Linked DNA regions of Sus scrofa: region 1 is linked to region 2. A link is a contact called in public HiChIP or PLAC-seq data. All regions are on one chromosome and are shown on one strand. Each heading gives the region's core, a stretch centred on a gene start, on an enhancer-like site or on the middle of the called end of the contact. The rest is flanking DNA. Distances are from core to core; before and after follow the strand shown. Region 1 holds the start of ACTRT3 (actin-related protein T3). Region 2 holds the start of GOLIM4 (Golgi integral membrane protein 4).

The links. HiChIP or PLAC-seq counts read pairs in DNA pulled down with a chosen protein or histone mark.
Region 1: a contact with region 2 is called in an H3K27ac HiChIP or PLAC-seq map of alveolar macrophages. The contact joins the promoter of ACTRT3 here to the promoter of GOLIM4 in region 2. A contact is called at or near these places in 1 of 5 promoter capture datasets (liver) and 2 of 2 datasets of contacts at active chromatin or transcription factors (alveolar macrophages and skeletal muscle).

The regions. Positions count from the first base shown.
Region 1 is chr13:108,431,372-108,435,812 of Sscrofa11.1, forward strand. It overlaps ACTRT3 (actin-related protein T3), which reads right to left and starts at 2,995. Exons shown (of 2, transcript XM_003358668.4): 1 at 444-2,995. The coding sequence starts at 643. MYNN (myoneurin) reads left to right here and starts at 3,823. Exons shown (of 7, transcript XM_005669990.3): 1 at 3,823-4,441. TRNAV-AAC (a tRNA gene) reads left to right here and starts at 2,049; the gene lies at 2,049-2,121.
Region 2 is chr13:106,892,563-106,896,996 of Sscrofa11.1, forward strand. GOLIM4 (Golgi integral membrane protein 4) reads right to left here and starts at 2,647. Exons shown (of 16, transcript XM_005669985.3): 1 at 1,805-2,647. The coding sequence starts at 1,991.

The DNA of each region.
Region 1 (4,441 bases), core at 1,745-4,244, 1.5 Mb after region 2:
GGATTCGTTAACCACTGTGCCACGATGGGAACTCCAAGGAGTACCCCTCTCGACTTGGAAAAAAAAAAAAAAAAAAAAAAAAATAGGGAAATCTTCACATAATAATGTTTTAATAACAGTCAACTGAAAAAAAAAAAAAAAACCGTGACACAGATACTATTCATTAACATTCCTAAAACTCGTATTTTATGAATGAACTCGTATTTTATGAACGATAACTGTGTTTCTACGTTTGACTACATTTGACTAGATACCGAAAAGAAGTAATGGTCACTCTAGATATGTGGTCCGCTCAGATTTGCGGCTCAAGCGTTTGCAATAACGCGGGTTGTAGATACTTTCCTGTTCCTCCTCTCTTTACCTTTTCCCTCACTCTTGAGCCCCTCCTACGGGCACTCCCTCCTTCCGCTCCTCGGGTCCTGCCTACAGGGAGAAGGCGGTACCTGATGGAAAGGGAGTGTCTCCGCTCCTGAGCTTGGTCTCCCACGCACACTTCCTGCGCGCCCTCAACAGCCCAGGTCTGGCCCTTGGCGCGGCCGATGATATTCGGGTAGATAAAGAGAGGATCCCGGGACCCAGCCAGGCCAGCCTTGATCACTCCTGAGCCGTTGTCGATCACCACCGGTAGCTGGTAGTAGCTCATGCCGCCGCCGCAGCCTCCTGTCGCCCGGCCGCTCCGGCTGTTTTGGCTGCAGGCTGAGCGGGAAGCGCGCAAAGTGATGAGCGGGGGCCGAGGGCCTGGAACGCCGCGTCATAGAGGCCCCCGCACGGCCCCACGGGGCCTGAGCGGGGCTGGTGCGGCGACAGCCCAAGCCCGTGGGCTGTGTGGACTCAAGGTGTGGTCTGAAGTGCCACCCACGGTTGCGTCTCACCCGGGATGGACTACTCCTTTCCCGTTGGAATCCTGGAATACCAATATCGGGAAAACCCGATTGTCCTCCCCAAAGATAAAAATCTAATCCTTCACGAGAGGCTTTCTCTAGTACTTCAATGAAACATAAAAGGTTTTATTTCTCAGAGCCATTAAATTCTGATTAATAGGTCCAGGGACCTATGGGAAGCCCCGAAATGAGCCCTAGAAACTGGAATAAAGGTGGAGAGCCTTGACAGGTGAAAGTTTTAAGAGGGGAAGCACAGCCTATGCTTCTGAAACCCTCGTCAACTTCTAAAAATAAAAAGGAAAAAAGTGCTATTATTTAAAGTGGATTTAAAATACTTTGATTATGGTTTTTATATATACTGGGCAATAGTTTGTGTTTCTCGTGGTTTCTAAGTAAAATGTACTCAAAACCAAAATAGTAGAAACATTAAAAAAAAATTTTTTTTAGCACTCCCATTACGTTATCCCCCCACCCCCTGCAGTGTAATATGGAAGCTCATTTCTGGTTCCCTAAAAGTTCTTGATTTTTAGGCAGAAGAATGTGTCTGCTTCTTCACGGGGAAAACGATATTCAGTACGTCATATGAAGTTCGGACTTAGAAAAATTTATGTTCATTGTGCGCCAAAGTGCATCTTGGTGTCTGATTATTATTTTTTTTTAACCCCCTCAATTTTACACACCATGTAGAAGATTTTAAAGCAAGTACCTAAGCAGGAGAGAAGATTCAAAAGCTAATGACACATCCCTTCACCAGAGGCTGAACCGGTTACTTTCTCGCTAGCTAAATGACTGCTAAGGAGGTTGGTGCGCGAGTTCGCGTGCTGCGGGTCCTTCTTAGCCGGCCAAAGCCCTAAAACTCATCCGGGACTCTCAGCAGCTAAACGAGGAGAAAAGAAACTAATACAACACTTCTTTTCCGTGGAGGGAATTAAACCCAAAAGAAAGGCACATAACGCGTGCCGGGTTTCTAACTACCTTTGAAAAAAGCATATGCAAATTCTAACTTTTGAAATAGTGGTACTATTTAATTGGATCTATGCTTATTTTCCTTTTTTTGTTCGTTTGTTTTGTTGATCTGTTTAAAATTCCTTTATCTACTTTGAAGTGCTCAAGCTGCATGTTACAATAGCGATATCAACAAACTTCAGAGAGCTTGTTACTAGGAAGGTTTCCGTAGTGTAGTGGTTATCACGTTCGCCTAACACGCGAAAGGTCCCCGGTTCGAAACCGGGCGGAAACAGTGCCTTTGTTTCTTTTCCTCCCTCTTTGTTTTATGAAATTATGTTCTTCAAAAACATAATCTTGATAGAAACTTGCAGTAAAACATAATCTTGATAGAAACTTGCAGTATCTTGGAAATTTCAAATTGCTTGTTTTATTTAAATACATCTCACAACCTAATACTGAAAAAATAATGTAATGTACAGCCTGGTAACATTACCGGGCAGGGCCCTTTGGGGCTCCTGGGCACAAAAGCCTTTCTCTGTCCCCATTTCTTTTTAGGAAATAGGCCTCATTCAGCCTCCTTGACCTCCCTTGAGTGCCAAAGGGCAGGTAGTAGGAAGGAAAGATTACAGAAAACCAGATATCTAAAGTTGGGAAATTTAGCGCTTTTCTATGAAAGAATGCAAATGTCTAGGCTCACTGAAATCATCCTTTGATGTGCATCTCCACCAGTGTTCTGTGTTTTCACAGCCTGAGTTTCAAGGAGGGCAGGGTGGGGGGGCTCGCTCTCGGGAGTGGTTGCTAGATGGCAGGTATTCTTTGTTTCCTTCCTGAGTTCCCACAGGGCTCCGAGGTTCAGCCTCCGAGGTGGCTGCATTCCCGGTTGATTTGTGCCATCCTTTGTTTTGTGGACTTAACTATCAGTGTATGTGATAAAGAACTAAAAGACCCTAGCAAATGGAAGATGTTAACTACCTGATGAAGGATTGTTCATTCTGGAAAGAAGGACCACTAGAACCAGTCCTGGGGTCACAAAAACACCAACTTTGAAAAACAATGCAAGCCAGCATTTTCCCTGATCCTTATCTGTGGCCCTATTTTTCTACTTCCAAATTATAAAACCACTTCCTATTCTCTCCCAAAGGGGGGCACAGTCTTTAGGGCATTAGTCTGCTATAGCCCTCCTTTGCCTGGCAAAGCAATAAAGCTGTTACTTTTCTCCTTCACCCAAAACTCTTGTCTCCCTGTTTCTATTCAGCACTGGTGGACAGAGAGGTCCAGTTTCCACAACAAGGTAATCAAACACAGCACAAAAACTGGAGCCCTGGAGCCCTTGAGGACTCTGTATTACAAGTCATTTGGTTTTCCACTTGAGATTACAGATTTATCTAAACCCGAGACCATGTTTTATACTTCTAAATACTCAATATCTGTTCAACACATAGCAGAGGCTCATAAATATCTGAGTGAATTAATTACCAAAAAGGATTCTGACAAAACTAAAAGTGCAATCAGAAAGAAAATTATACTTATAAACATAAAATCAAGAAAGAACCAGCCTCTTTTTTTCCTAACGGTTGTGGTTTTATTCAAAAATATGATTCATACTGAGGAAAACTTAGAGACCAAACGGAATCTGTTTTTTTAAAAAAATCTCAGGAGAGAAGAAAAGAAACTCAAGTTGACACTGTCCTGAAAAATAAAGTCGCGAGTAAACTTCCTACGATCCTCATATAACTTTTAACAAGAAAAAAATGTTGAAGTTTTGGTTTTCTTAGATTTATAATGTCCAAGCGTGGTATAATTCACCCTAACATATCAGCATGACTTATCTTACTGTTTCTGTCTTTTCATTTTATGCAGATAAGCGGCACCCCTTTCCCTCACTGTACAAAATCTGAATACAACGTAAATCATTGTATTAAAGTTTTTCTAGTCCAGACGCAGAACATTTTCCGGTATAAAGCCCACCTTTCCCCACGCGCATGCCCAGTATGCCCTACTGCTTTGCACCGCTTTCGTGCATCCCAGGCTTCCAACACCAGGTAAGGGTATCCTGCAAACTGGATTCCGGTTGGCTGATGCAAACAAGAGCTTTTGGGTAGGTAAACTAAAAAGGAGTGATCAGTCTCAGCTCAAAAATTCCCATGGTCGAGAGCCCAAGTATATAAAGCAGCTGTTCCCACCGGTGGGGCCTCAAGAAAGGTGAGGCTGATGGGAGAAGTCGAGCAACTAACTACAAGCCCCAGCATGCAATGCACAATTTGGCTCCCGGAAAGAGGCGCGCTGTGCAGCGGAAAGCAGCCTTGGCCGGCAACACGAGTCGTGCGCGAGATGCTGACGGTCAGCCAACCAGAATGCTCAGAATGAGGAAGAGAGGCGGGGCGCTGTGAGCGTCCCCTTAGATCTCGTATCTATGACTCTCCAGTTTCCGGGTCTCCTGGCCCGCTAGGGAGGGGGTTCTCTGTGCGCCAGCCTCTTCCAGGCGGGTGTTAGATCTCCACGGTCCTAAGAGCCTACGCTGTTGCCACGGATCTCCCAGAGCCGGATGTGACGTCGCCTTGGAGTAGGAAGGGAGAGGCGGAGCGTAGCCCAGTGACGTCCTTCCAATATGG
Region 2 (4,434 bases), core at 1,397-3,896:
GGAAGTGAAGTCTGAGAAAGCAGACAAAAGTGCTTGAGATTAATTTTCTCACCGCAGTTCAATTTTGTTTGTTGACTGAATAAATATATACATTCACCCCCCCCTCCTATGTGTCAGGCACTATGCAGTGCGGAGGGTAGCATACTGGTAGATGTAACAGCACTGCTCTGAATCTCCTAAACTAAGAGAACAAGGCACCAACCTGGTGTGATCCACTATATACACCCTTCCCGCCACATGTGAGAAAATCCTGTCCTGCCATTGTACTGTTATTGCACAGCAAGTTTTCTCCTTGGTCTAATAGCTCCGAACTTCACAGGGAACCCACTGGTGTCTTCTAATTAACAAGTAAATAAAAAGCCATACTTTGCATACCAACAGTAACTCGTGAGCAAATGCCAACAAATTTAAAAGAAAAATTTTAACTTATGGGTAAATTTCAAAAATTTTAAGGAAAAAAAATTTTATCCTAAGCCTGAATCGAAACAGGTTTTCCTTTCAAGCCAAGACCAGTTCACATATTTTCACTGCCTGTAGCTACACAGCTTTAGTAAGCTAAAAATACTTCCCTTCTAAGATGGGAAGAGCAAATAAGACCAAGAATCAGCTGTGTGTCATTTTCTCTCATATTTTTTTTTTTACTAGAAAACATTCGAAGTAGCTAAAGTGACAAAAAGGCATCTGCTTTATATTTGTAAAAGTATACACTGACAGAAACATCCATCCAGCTTGTATCTTCCTAGTAATATGACATAAGCTGTATTTGCATTATCAGCAAATACTGTCAACATTTCACTACTCACAGCTCTTTATTATTACTTTTTTTGATTGGGGAGAGGGCTGCATTAAGTGTTGAAAACTAACCACAAGTACAAGAAAAAGCTTTCAAAAATATGTACAAGATGATTCTGCTCTTAGGAAGCACATATAGTGCTTACTTTGCCGTCATGCATCATTTATGTTCCTGAAATTTACATTAAATGGGATTCTAAAATAGAGGGATAGGAGCTTTAAGTCTTTCTGCAGATCTTGTCACACTGTGTTTGCTGTATGTCTGGCAAAGTGAAACACCATGTTCCTCCTCTTGGGCTTCTCAAGGCTAACTGTAAAACACACACACACACCCCTACTTACCTCTCTAGGACAAAATAAGTTATTCAGGAAGACAAATAAACCTTTTTTTTCTTTTTCCAAAAACATAAATGCAAGATAGTGAACTTTTTCAACACATCCAACATCTCTAAAGTCACACTACTGAGTTAAAAGAAATGAGAAACCAGCAGGTCTAGGCTCCATTCGACTGGGCCATTAGTTTGGACCCCGGATCATGGCTTAATTTCCCTTGAAAAAACAGCACAGTGTTTTTCAAACTGTGCTGCCAAACTCCCCATTTCTTAGGTTACTAACAAAGTCAACTGGAAAGCAAATACCTAGAAACCAGGAAACCCTGTCCCTCTGGGATGGGCTGGCAGGAGACTAGGCAGGGGTCTTGGTTTGTATGCCCAGATTGCAGCTGGGCCTTTGACAAGTGCTGGGGTAAAACATTCATTGTGTACCCGCCCATCCAAAGCCCTGTGGGACAGGGTTGTTGCTGCCAATTTCTAATGTAACTGCCTGAAGAAGAGGCAGGGTGGCGATTTGTCATCTCTGACACTCCGGGGTCCTGCGGCCCTGGCTTCTGATGTCCCTGAAGGTCAGAGGTGGCGCCCACAGTGCCAACGGCTCACCAAAGCCACTTTTCCAGCCGGGGCGGGAGGCGCGGGGCAAAGTTGGCCACCGGCCGCGCGCGTCCCGTTAACCGTACCTTGTAACTGGGCAGAAAGGGACTCCTGGTGCTGCTGGTACTTGAGCGCCACCGCCTCGGCTTTCCGCAGCTGCGTCTGCAGCTCATAGTAGAGCATCGCGCCATAGAGAAAGCCAAACACCACGGTCAGCAACAGCAGCGTCTGGAAGATCCGCTTCTGCTTTCGGGAGCACATCCCGTTTCCCATAGTCCCGCCGGGACTCTGCGCCGCGGCCGTCCCCGCCGCCGCTGTCCCTTCCGCCCCTCTGCCCGTCCGAGCGAGCGCCTCAGCAGCGGCCGCCGCAGGAGGTGGCTGGACGCAGCATGAGGAGGAGACTCGAGACACAAAAGCGGGGCTGGAGGGGAAGTGGCGCCCGCTCAGCCTCCTCGCGCCGCGGGGCGCGCAGCCATCGACGCCGCCACGGCAGCCGTAGCTGCCAAACTTTTGCGAGGCTGGCTTTCCGCGAGTGCCGAGGCCCGGGAGGGGGCCCTCCGCATACTTCTGAGCGGGCTGTCCTCGCGCGGTCCCCAGACGCCGCCTGCCTTTTTCTCTCCTCCCCACTTTTTGGCCCGGCTGCCCCGGGCAGAGCTCAGAGTCCCGCCCCGGCCGCTCCCCGCCCGCTTGCAGCAGCTCCCACTGCGCGACTTTGTTGCCACCAAAAGGAGGGGCAACAACAAAAGGAGCGTTTCGGCGCGCGGCGCGCAGGGGTGAGTAGCTGGGAGGGGGCAGGCTGCCCCAGCCGGGTTTGGGGGAAGGCGGGCCGGTGTCACTGATGGGGCTGCCGAGCCTCGGCCGCCGCCACCTCCCACCCAACTTACGTGTCACCCACGGCCCTGCAATTCTGGCCAACGGGATTCCGGGAGGAAGTCCCACTCGGGCTCCCCGTTCATTGGGCCCGTCAGAGCCGCCGTTCCCTCCCTTCGGGGAGGCAATGCCGGGCTCGATTGGACGCCCGCTTTGTCCGTCCGACCCCAGGACCTCGCCTTCCCTCCGGCGCCGGGTAGAGCACGGGGCTCCTTGGGCCGCGAGGTCGCTTGGCGCCTTAGTGCGCCCACGTGGAGTGCGGGTGGTGGGGGGAGGCGGCGGGGCCAGCCGTGGGAAGTCGGCTGCGCGGGACACGAGTCCCGGCTTGCGGCTGGGAGAGATGGTGCGCACGTGTGTGTGCGCACGGGAACATGTGTATTTGTGATTCCTCACTCGGAACGCACTTGGGGAGAGGAGTACAGTATCTGAAGTGGGAGAGAATGGATGGAAACAACTGTGCACCCTCTGCCGAGCACCCTTTTCTGTCCATATTCAGTGGGCAGGCACACGAGATAGCTACATCGTCAGCACAGTTTTGGTAGTGAGTCGGAGATGCCTGTACCTACTGAGTCGTGCCGGGTTCAGTGTACTAATGTGGATGCGTGTGTGCCCACAGATGGCAGGACAGGAGTCCTGAGATTTGAACGCGCTAGCACTCTAGACACACTGCTTAACTGTACACGTGGGTTGGGGAAATCAGCTTGCCTTTGGCAGAGGGGAAAGAAATGATCTCATATTTTTCCCTTGGCTGCAAATAGAGTAATTTAAAAAACAAGTCTTACAGGCTGAAATGGCCATGCCTTCATTTTGTCATATGTATTTGTTGTTTATATGTATTTTATTTATTTTTGATGCAAAAATACATCAGGTATATTGCTAAATTACATTTTAAAGGCCAGCGAAAGTTTCCTATGTAAAAACAAGTAAAATAAGCATAAAAACTACAAACCTCTTCAAAGAAAATACATAGTGCATTTTTTCTGTATACTTAAGGGAAAAAATTCAAGGTTATGCATAAATGATAATGTTGTTTCTGCTCCTGACCTAAATTCTAGAAAAGTAAATTATTTCTTAAATCCTCAATAGTGTCATGGAATTTATCGCATACTGCATAATTTTAAAGATATTCTAAACCGATTTTAGTCATCACTAATGGCAAGCACTCAAAATGAGGTTAGCTCTGTTCAGTCACAAAAATAACATAAAGGCAGCCCCTTGTGCAGAATTTTTTAGATGGACTCTGATACTAAAAGCCATAAAATGAACCGAATTTTACAACCTGGCTAGCCTGGGGCATTTATACTACCATGAAAACTAAGTGTGTCTGGCATGTGCTTTTTTCTAATAAGTGATAACTCACATTGTTTTTTAAATGCTTTCATTTACTAATATACTATCTAACTTATCACAACCAGATTAAGTATTAGGTTCACATATTAGTAAATATAAAAAGCAAAGTTTATCAATGCACTGTGATAACCCTAGGACCTTCTAGAAAGCTAGGAGTACGACAAGGTTATAATCCAGAATCCTGATTTTTCCATCTCTTTCTCTTATAAAATAAAGAAAGTTATATTAGGAAATTATATCTGGTCCATTAAAATAACCTAATTTATAGAGAAAAAGAAAGTTTTAATGTTCTAATCTGTCTTGCAAATACAGTGTAGCCTTGATTATTGAATCTACCACTGTTTAAATTTTACTCTTTCAGCGTGACTCTTGAGACTGAATAATTCCTGCAACCTTGTCAGAATTCCTCATAACTAAAAATTCCTTACTGCTGTCAGTGTATATTTTGCTAAACAAATTCTTCCTCCAAAAAATCTGCCAAAACTGCTCTGGAAGA